Regions from separate parts of the Sus scrofa genome. Here region 2 is linked to region 1. The links are chromatin contacts, called in public Hi-C maps. All regions are on one chromosome and are shown on one strand. The core of a region is the stretch at or near the end of the contact, and the rest is flanking DNA. Distances in the headings are between cores, read along the strand shown.

The links. Hi-C and Micro-C count contacts between places; a contact is called where the count stands out from the background.
Region 2: a Hi-C map of embryonic fibroblasts shows a contact between it and region 1, with 2.7 times the contacts expected there. The contact joins two enhancer-like sites. A contact is called at or near these places in 2 of 47 Hi-C or Micro-C datasets (embryonic fibroblasts and heart right ventricle) and 1 of 2 datasets of contacts at active chromatin or transcription factors (skeletal muscle).

Annotation. Positions count from the first base shown.
Region 1 is chr3:123,953,452-123,958,951 of Sscrofa11.1, forward strand. No RefSeq gene overlaps it. Among named protein-coding and RNA genes, the nearest start is that of TRIB2, 240 kb to the right of the region's middle. Within about 2 kb of position 2,005, at least 13 of the 83 cell types and tissues checked have an H3K27ac peak or open chromatin away from gene starts, as enhancers often do. A contact at or near this core is called in embryonic fibroblasts, where this site is marked.
Region 2 is chr3:124,516,796-124,522,295 of Sscrofa11.1, forward strand. No RefSeq gene overlaps it. Among named protein-coding and RNA genes, the nearest start is that of TRIB2, 320 kb to the left of the region's middle. Within about 2 kb of position 3,101, at least 7 of the 83 cell types and tissues checked have an H3K27ac peak or open chromatin away from gene starts, as enhancers often do. A contact at or near this core is called in embryonic fibroblasts, where this site is marked.

The DNA.
Region 1 (5,500 bases), core at 755-3,254:
TCCAGGGCACACAGAGACTAGCAGTCCCACACTTTAACCTCTTCCGCGTGCCCTTGTGTTCATTCACAAACAAAATCAATGCGATGTGCCTAAAGTTCCTTGCGCACAATGTTGTCCTTGCTTAGAAGGAAACCAGACTTGACTGCTGCATCCCTGAACCCTAGTTGCCTTCATTCTCTCGAGAACCTGGATTACACAGGCACTTGATCCATAGTTGGTGTTTCGCACTGGTATGAACAGATACATAACGTAAAATGAAGAGCTATGGAAGGATTCCTATGTGTATTACTGTATTCTTATAACAGTCTGTTTGGAGAGTTCGCAAAACATTCGCACGTTGCAGCTGTTGAATGCGTCCAGCTTCTGGACCTGGCAGCTCTTTTCCATGTACGGAAACGTGTTCAGGCTCTTTTGCTGCCTTCCTCGTACGTTTCTGCAGAGCACAGCGTGATGAATGTTTGCAGGGTCTGTAGCACAGTCCTGTAATAGAATAAGTGTCCATCAGATGTTATTGTGTTATCAGGATCGCCACCATTGCTGTCGTTATTATTTTGTCTTCCTCGCAGCTTGAGAGTCTCCAGGGCAGATGTAATTGTCCCAGTTTTACAGAAGGGGGACTTAAGGCTCAGATGGGATAAATGGCTGCCTTTAGCAGAGCTGCAACATGAATTTTGCTCTTTTACTTCATGATACAATGCTCTCCCCTTTGCCATCATGTCTCAGCATATCCATGTTAGATAATTCTTCCAGTTGGGAAAAATGTTGGCAGAAAGAAAAGTTAATGAGCTGAATCATTTAAATGGACAGATTGGAAAAATACTGTTGTTCCTTTTGCATGTTACACTCTTGCCAGAAATCAAGTAGGTGGAGTTTTGGAAGAGTAACCAGTTAGCTAAATATGGTAGTTTCAGATAATCAAGTTTAAAGCCATACCAGTTATATTTAATGTTTGAAGGGGAAAAAAATCAGAAAATTTGGGCATGAGGCTGAACTCACTGAGCTTGGCTCACCACCAAATTTCTCTCATCCAAAGCAATGACGCTGAAGAGTTATAAATACCATGCACCTATATCATGAAGCGTAACACATCCTAGGAAAAGTTTTACGTTTAAGTCACCTTTGCAAAATGTTGGGAGTTAGCTAAGATTACAAACGTTCAATTCAGACCCCAGTTGCTAGAGAAAAAAACACATGTTTATATGGCAGCTGGGGGCAAAGCATCTGTGTGCACAGTTTTATCTGCTCCGGGGTCACTCTGTCTTTGACTCTGGTTTACAACTTACACCAGTCTCTGTAAGAGAAATCAGGTCCCACCCGCAGTTTTCTAGCTTAATGAGATAAAAACCCTGATGATCAGTGCATGAATGTAAAACTAAGATAAACTGGTATCTGCTACTGATAAATATTTAACAGATGTGGTCCAGATCCCTCTGCCAGCTGGAGGAGGGAAAAACGTTCTATTTCACAGTTCAAATATAATTATTGGCCACATTTCTCCAAGCAAAGACAGTGACATTGGCTCACTCCCCAGGAGAATTTTCCTCTGATCTTGGCATTAGGATTTGGTTTTCTTTAACAGATTGCAGCAATATACCCTTTGCTTGACCCACTTTCTTCATTCACAAGATACCTGGAGCCAAAGTCATGCATGGGAAACAGAAAGGGAAGAGCACAAGCTGTGTTTCTGTACCTGCCAAAGGGTTGCAGAGAAACGCACGTACTCCAGGCCCCACTGAATGCACCTGTCCATCAGTTTGGTCTGGCAAAGGATCATTTGATCCAAGCAGCTCATTCAGGACTTAGCAGCACTTCTACCCAGACCCACTAATCACTTTTTTGGGACAGCTTCACAGACAGTCATTATTATTCCAAGTCTTTTGCCCTTTGCACTCTTTAAACAGATTGTGTGCAAAGGCTTTTCCTAAACATCACCACTGAGACTCCTTCCAGTAACGAGTGACTCATCCCGTGGATCCCCAAGCAGCTGTTGTGTAATGGGAGCAGGATGTTTTGCCCATGTTCCTTGACCTGACCATGTTGACCCCCGAGGATGTTTTGGTCCAGGAAGGCATAGTCCAGAGCTTAGGTGGGTAACACACCCCAACAGGGTTCATTTCCCATTTCTACTCTGCTTGTGCAATCCCTTTTCCAAACACTGTTACCAGAATAATATTTTTTTTCTAAAACGCTAGTCTGACCATGTCATTCCTCTGCTTAAAAGCCATCAATCATGGACTTCCTGTCACCAACAAAAAAGCAGCACCACATTCTGATCCTACTTGACCTGCCTTTTCTCATCTTCAGCTCTCTCTTTGCATAATCACCCCTGGCCCCCACACTCATCCTGCCTGCATTACACATGAATGTATGCTATTTTTCTTGCCCAAGGCCCGAGGTCCAGAGTTACTTTCAAGTCTCATTCCTCATACAAAGCCTCTTTCAAGATCCACGTTAAGTATCTCTGCATCCAGGAAGCATTTTCTGCCAACTCCGGGCCTTGAACACCCCCTGCTTCTAAACACATGGCACATCTATTCTATCTCAGTCATTATAGATGTTTTCTTACTATTAAATTTATAGTTTTATTCTTGAGTGCATAGCTGTCTCACCAATTACTGAGAGTCAAGCTTATGTTTTATTTTCGTTTTGTAGATTGTGAGGGCAATGCAGTTGGGAACCTACATGCCATGTGGATGCTGAGGGCAGGAGGAACATATCAGACTTCCTCCTTCATCACTGAGTGGCTGTCTCAGAGCTGCAGAGCCCACCAAAGAGGACAGAAAACCTTGTCAGATAGAGAAGGACTATCTAGCCTACAGGGTACTGGTTTACTCTCCAGCTAGGCGCTCTAAATCTTGGAGGATGTGACGCCCAGCCCTGAGACCTACCATGCAGCCAGAGCTTGTTGGTTTGGTTTAAGGAACCCTATGGAAAGAGGAGAGCTAGGTTGGAACATACAACTGATCCCACGGGTATCCCCCATGGAATCTGTGTTTTTAAGGACCGAGTTTAATGGGGTACTAACTCATAGAATACACATATGATGATTTTATTAAAAGCATTATGAATAATCTTATCTCATTCAAACATCACCAAATCCATGATCAGGAGAGTCAGCTGTAAAACACAATTATTTACTGAGTGCTTGCACTGTGCCTGGGGACACAGAGGGAGGGCACTACTGTTTTTGCTCTTGAGGAATGCCCTGTGAACATCTTAGAGGTAGAACAGCTGAAGCGCACCGGCCAAACCGTCCAGTCCAGCGCTTGGCCTGGACTCCAGTACAGGCCTTGGATTCCTATCGGCGCAGCCCTCTTTCCACTCTTTATGCTGCTCTATGGCTTATGTTCAGGGAGTGACTGCTCTTCCTGGGTTTCTTTAATCTTGTCTGGATGGCTGGGAAGCTTAGGAGGAAGATGCAATAGAGAACAAATGTGTGGTTGCCAAGGGGGAGGGAACGGGATGGACTGGGAGCTTGGGGTTAAGGGGGAGGGAGCAGGATGGACTGGGAGCTTGGGGTTAATAGATGCAGACTCATACACTGAGAATGGAGAGATAGTGAGGCCCTGATTATATAGCATAGGGAACTATACCCAATCTCCTGGGATAGACCATGATGGAAATGAGTACTTTTTATGCACATATATAGATCAGCTCAGAGCCCATCATATGTATGTATACACATACATGACTGAATCATTTTGCTGTATGTCAGAACTCGGTACAACAGTGTCAATTGAATATACTCAAATAAAAAGTAAATAAATAATAATTTAAAAGGTAAGAAAGATAGCAATGTGAGGGAATACGTCCTATTTTCTATATGATTCAGAGGAGACAGGGGAACAACTTTTTTGTGTTAGGCAGAAACCCTGTGATAAAAGAAGCTTCCCAGGGAGTTCCCTTTGTGGCTCAGTGGTTAACGAACCCGACTAGGATCCATGAGGATACGGGTTCAAACCCTGGCCTCGTTCAGTGGGTTAAGGATCCAGTGTTGCCATGAGCTGTGGTGCAGGTCGCAGATGTTGCTCGGATCCCGTGTTGCTGTGGCTGTGGCGTAGACTGGCAGCTGTAGCTCTGATTCAACCCCAAGCCTGAGAACTTCCATATGCCGAGGTTGGGCCCTAAAAAAGCAGCTCCCAAAGACAGGTCCTGGTCACAGAGGAGCTGGATAATACCCCTTCCCCATCCCCCCACCCACTCCACCCACGCCCACTTCAAAATGCTTCTTTCCACTGACACCCATGATCAGTAAGACCTCACAGTTTCCCTGGGATGTGGGCCAATTTGATTAGCTCCTTTTTCCAAGCTTAGAAGCTGCTGTGTACTAATCCCTTTAACCTCTGCAAAGCCAGGAAAAACGTGACAGCAAAAGCAATATTAGTACTTGCAGACTCTTTCCGTTTTTCAGATTTTGAGAATTTATTATATATTTACAAAGAAGAAAAAAAAAAAAAAAAGCTCTTGTCACTTACGGTCACTGTTATCCTGATCAGCTCGGAGCCCTAAGGGGCTCATTCCCCAGTCCCGATAGAAACTAGAGAATCCTTAGGAAAATGGCCTTTGACTTCATGGCAACATCTCAGACGCTCTTCCTACTCTGCTGTCCCGTTCTTAGCCCTCGTGTTTTGATCTTGCATATCCTTAAGAATCTCTCTGCCTTTTTAAAGCTGGTTTGATGTGTCTTCCCAGCCACTTTTGATCAACACGCTGCTGGGATCAGCATGGTGTCCGTCTCTGTCCGGTCTTTCAAACCAGCCTTAAAGTCCCAATCTCTTGAGACTTTCCTCGAGTTTCCCCACCACCACGGCCAGGCTAGGTGCCAGCTTAATTCAGTCCAGCAGATTCTAAGGAGAAAGCTTAGAAAGCCACGCAGGAGAAAAATGAGCTGTGTCCAACTAACAGGTTTGCTGTAACGTTCTGTTTCTGCCTTTAATAGACTAGTAAGCATTTTAGCTAATTTTTTTTTAATAAATGTGGTGGAAATTGCCTAGGTTACACAAACATATTTCCTCTTATTCCAGAATCCACTGCTAGACAGTATTTCTCAGCCTTCATTACAGCTGCATGTGACCGTATGCGACTTATTTCTAGCTAATGACAATGTGGATGAAAGTAACATACACCACTTCGGGGCCTGCATTGTAACACTTCCTGTGAATGTTTACTCAGACCTTTCTCCTTTGGCCACTGGTGCATAGAAGTCCATTATCCTCGGGCAGAGTGGAAAAAAATAAATAGAGATACTGAGCGAGGGCCTGAATTACATAGAAAGCTACCACTGGCAGTTCCTGTCAGCAGAAACGAATCCGACTAGTAACCGTAAGGTTGCGGGTGGATCCCTGGCCTTGGTCAGTGGGTTAAGGATCCCACGTTGCTGTGAACTGTTGTGTAGGTCGAAGATGCGGCTGGGATCTTGCGTTGCTGTGGCTGTGGCATAGCTGCAGCCGTAGCTCTGATTCGACCCCTGGCCTGGGAACTTCCGTATGCCTCAGGTACC
Region 2 (5,500 bases), core at 1,851-4,350, 560 kb after region 1:
TCAGGTTTGATTTAAGGTCTTGGCCCTGATGTTTCCAGAATAAAGGCTCTAAACTCAGCTGTATTCTAAACCCTTCATCCTTCCTGCTGTCCATATTCACCGCTGTCAGTTTGCAGCCACAGAGTCACCAGAACCAAAAAAAATACCAAATAGATGTTGAAATGACGCTGGCCCTGAAGCAATGTGATTGTGGTCAATGTTTTGTTTGGTTTCCTCCTGATTCAGAAAAAAAAGATCATTTTACTGTTTATTTTTAGACTTCTTCATAAAAAATGACATTGTTCCTTGAATACAAACTAATTAAATTTGTGTTTAGAATTGCAATAGGAACATTGAAATGTCTCAGAGGCTTCTGATTTCATGTATTTCAATAAGAAGCATTTGCTACCATGAACCTACCACGTGCCTTTCACTTAAGAAACCATGCTCATGTGATAGGGTCACTGGTGTGAAAACACACAGTCAGGCTGTGAACTTTTCTTCTAAGTAGCCAGAGAGCATGGCCAGTGATTGGGGGGAAAGTTCAGGTCCAGATCCAGATGGATTTACAGAGACCAGGCATGTTTACTGATTGTATAACATCAAGTGGCTTCTTAAAAGTAAAACCTAGCAGAAATAAGTAGACCCATCCCAGGCCCAGAAAGCCCACATGCAAGGCAGTCATGCCTCTTTCAATCAGATTTATAAAGAATTAGCCAGGGGTACAAGTTCTGGATTCAAATGCACCTGAGTTTGAATCAGAAATTAACCACTGTGTATGTGTGCCACATTGAATATTATAAAACTCCTCCATCCTTCAGTTTGGCACTTTTAAGATGAGATAAATGATACTGAGATTTAGATGAAATACTGTATGGGTCTGTGATATAGTCTTTTTTTTTCCCCCCCAGGAAAGAATTCTCAGAAGAGTTCAAACAAGTCTATATATTGGGGAAAAAATAATGTCTAATTTGGAGATAAACCACTACTCTGAAAATGTATTTACATTTTATATTTTCTGAAAGAAAAGGAGTTAACTTGTATTAATCAGAGAAGTTCTGGGACGTGTGCAGGTAGTGGAAATTTTGGAGGTTGAAGAGACATGAGAGGTTATCCAGATTGGCCCCCATGCCTTCTATGTACACACCTATTCAAAGAAGAGAATAGGCTTATTTAAAACTACAGAGTGAGTAGCGAGAGAGCACCAGGCCTCTCGAAGTCAGATATCCTGACTCTGAGCCCAGACATCCTTCAACAGCACAAGCTACACTCATCACAATCTCTGTCACCTTCTTCATCTCCAGATCCACGCAATGTCCCTTGTTTTCCATAGTGTGGACTAGGAGTCCTGCAGGAGGCTGTTGGTGAAGGAAGAGATGCAAGTGGAGTTCTTTAGAAACAACCAAGCCCTGAGCAGATGTCAACATGACTCTTCTCCTAGATCTTACCCATTAAATCGAGACATTAAGTAATTCGTTCCAGAGTTCCCACTGTGGCTCAGCGGGTTAAGAATCTGGGAGTTCCCGTCGTGGCGCAGTGGTTAACGAATCCGACTAGGAACCATGAGGTCGCGGGTTCGGTCCCTGCCCTTGCTCAGTGGGTTAACGATCCGGCGTTGCCGTGAGCTGTGGTGTAGGTTGCAGACGCGGCTCGGATCCCGCGTTGCTGTGGCTCTGGCGTAGGCCAGTGGCTACAGCTCCGATTCAACCCGTAGCCTGGGAACCTCCATATGCCGCGGAAGCGGCCCAAGAGATAGCAACAACAACAACAACAACAACAACAACAAAAAAGACAAAAAGACAAAAAAAAAAAAAAAAAGAATCTGACACAGTGTCTCTGAGACATAGGTTCAATCCCTGGCCTTGTTCAGTGGGTTGAATGATTCAGTGTTGCCACAAGTTGCAGCGTAATTTGCAGATATGGCTCTGATCCCAAGTTTCTGTGGCTGTGGCATAGGCTGGCAGCTGCAGATCTGATTTGACCCCTGGCTCAGGAACTTTCATATTTAGCAGGTGCAGCCCTAAAAAAAAAAAAATTTTTTTAAAGACCTTAGGTATCAGGTAATTCATTCCATGGGAACTTTATCTATAAGGATGGGTTTTTCACTCAGTTATCCAGAAAACAAATAACAATAAACCCTCAAGGTTTTAATAAGGCATCACTGTGATCTCTTCAGGATGACTGTTTCTCAAACCTCTTGCATCTGGAGCAGTATACCAAGGTTTATGCAAAGCCAAGCCCAAACATGGTACCTCTGCTGGAAGGGCCAATTCCACTGAAATTTGAGGGGAAACATTCTTTTCTTAAAACAATAAAGACAGGTCTAGAGTAAAATATAAAATTGCTTGAATTAAAATGAAATTATGGAATTTACAATTTGGTTTGTAAATGATAGCGTATATTTATTAAGCCTTTATGCCCCAGACTGTGCTAAGTGCTTAACGTACATTAATTCATTTCTCAGAGCATCTCCATGAAGAAGACACAAAAATCACTGAAGCAGACAAGAATTTAAACTGAGAGGCAAAGGAAACTGCCCAAGCCACACAGCCCCTAAAGGTAGCAGAATCCAAACACAAGAGCGCCAACCTGCAGAGCCCATGAACTTAACCCCTATGTGATACACCTCTCAGTCTGGTATTTACTAGGAAGGGCCGTCTTAGCCATAAAACTGTCACCATAAAGCAAGGGAATATTCATTTGCACTCTCCCGTTGGCTTTGAGTACTCAGTGGAAAATTTTGAGAAGCCTTGGATTCTAGCTTCCCCTGTGGCTGGTGCTGGTTATATAACATGCACATCAGTTTTTTTTTTTTTTTTTTTTTTTTAAAGCTGAATTGCAAATAGTCTACTAACCTGGAAGGAATGTCTGAATGACTCCCACACCACACTGGTGCTAATTCAGTTGGGAGAGTTTTGTGGGTTTGCTGTGATTTTATTGAAATAAAGGGTTTGGCGATCATCGTTAGTAACTCAAGTGTTTCTTTTGATCCATGTAGAAATCGCTCAGCTAAATGACATTTACATGTTATTCTTAACTGCCTGTGGAATCAGATAATCCTTTCCCCAGAAGGATGTCAGCAGCCTCCATAATTTGTGAAAGAAGAGCATCCGGGAAGGAGCAGGGTGTCATGCATGCCTGGAGGGAAGATGTCTGGGTTGATGATTCATGTACTTTTATAGCTTTGGGTTTCACGGTCTTCGTTTTTAAAAAGCAATTTGCATGTATGTGAGCTTTGTGATTTGCATGTATTCTCAGGGATGCACGCGAGTCTATTTTCGCCCACGTATGGAGACTCTCAGGATGAGATCCAGGGGATGGGTGATCTGATTTGCTTCAGTGTCACAGAGCACCCACGTGGTTGAGGAGGGTGGAAACGCCTGTTCCAATATGCTAGTCCCGAACGGTGCCAAGGATGAACAGACCAGAAAAAAAATATTGTGTCATCAGCCCAGACCTTGAATTTTCACCAAAGGTCTCACCAAATGGTGTAAGGCTGAGTCTGAGGGCCAGAGTGTTCTGTGCAGGATGTGAAAGTCCATGGTGGAAGAACTCCAAAACTGAAGTCAGAGGAAAAGTACCATGCAGGCTCTGATTTGCTTAGTACCAGGGGATCTGCTTGCAAAGGCAGAGGGAGGGATTCAGACTTTCAGGGAAGAGGCCCTGACGCAGGTATCCAAGGACAGCAGTAATGGCCACGGCAAAGGAGCAATGACATTGTTAGAGAAGCCCAGGCGCCCTCAGAACTTCAGTTTTTCTGTGTTAACACAAATTCACGGGCTCCTTCCTTACCCAGCCTCTGACATTGTCGATCCTGCCTGTGTTCCTTCCTCAGACCCAGCCTATCCCGCTTACCCCCTGCACTCCTCAGTGGGAGCTCATCATTTCTGCCTGGGTAACTGGAATCATCTCCCAGATGAGTTCCTGTCTTCTCATGACAAGGCTTGTCCATCAAATAATCTGACACCCAGTTTCCATAGCCATCATGCTCCTATCTACATTTGGGTTGGGTCCCTTCCCTGCTGATGAAACACCCTGTGGTTTTGCATGACAAGGGGGTATTATCCAAATCTCTGAGTGTGGCATGCCTGCCCTCCACCACCACCCAAATCAGGGATCCTTGACTTTGCTACCCTGCCCACCATCTTCTCTGTATACCCTACATCTGCTCCATCAGCACTCAGGACTTTGTCATGGTTTTGTGCCTTGCTAAGAGTATTCTTTTTACCTGGACCCATGCTTCTCCCTGCCTGCCAGGTTAGTGCATCCATATCCTTTAAGCCCCAGCTATGATCACTTCCCCCTTAGGTCTGCCACCTATGGTTTCCCCAAAGTCTTGACACAACCTCCACTCTCCACCCAGACTACCCATGGGATGGGACTGATCTCTGGACATCATGTTGACTTAACTCCCTCCTTCCAGACCATGAGACCCTCAAGGGCCAAGGTATTATCTGTTACTGTGTCCATAACACAACCCAGACCCAAGGATGTTCTTACCAAATCTTCATTAAATAGATTGAATTTGCTTAATGCAAAATTGAGAGGCAGGAGAGATCTAAATAAATAATTTCTCTTCTAAACCACAGGCCTAGATTATGCAAAAGGTAAAGGGATCTTTCTCTTTTTGTGTGTGTGGCCAGTGACATTTCAGCTTCCAAAGGGCAATGCTGGGGCACCATGGCTCAGCCTTTCCATGGTTGTCCCTTCCAGAGGAAAATTCTGCACACAGGCACTTGGAACAGCCAGCCACCAACTCATTTTACATCTAAAAAAGCATCTGGACTCTTTTGGAACAGGATGCCATTTGGGACTGTTTGTGTGGCTACACAAGCACAATGATGCTTCATTTGAAAAAGTCAGCTTTTTGTTAGCCTTCCTTGCCCTTTGGCTCTCCAAAATTAGATTATTTGTGCTCAAATGCATATCTAAGGTTTAGGGTTTGAAAGGAGAAAAGGCAGAATTATTTCCTGCTGCTTCTTCTGCTGTGTGGATAAGCAGATATTTAGAGAAGAAGTTAGTTTATCCAAATTCTCTGAGCAGCAGTCTTCAACCTCAAGATATTACAACCGGGCAAAGGGAGAGTCCTATCTACAAGTTCATTTCCATTAGCCTGGCTTAACCAAGGTAGACAAGGACTCTGTTTGCCTGAAGATCTGCTCAGCATTCTGGGAGAAGGATGGAGAGAGCTGAAGCAAGTTGATGTTTGGGAGCAAAAGAACAAAATACTTCTGGAACAACCTAGTGGGCAAGAAAAGTACTTTGAGCTTAGTAACACATTTCGGCTTTGTATGAGTCTGAAGAAACATATCCTGCATTGGATGGTCCATGGGGACACTGTCTAATGCATCCAGGGAGAACATGGGCCAAGTTCCTATTTCCAAAGGATGATTGAAAAACAGAAAAAGAAAGAAACACAAATGGTTGATGTTATGGACCAGATGCTTTTATCCCCCTCAAAATTCATCTCTAGATGCCCTAAACCCCAATGTGATGGTATTTGGGATGGAGTCTTTGGAAC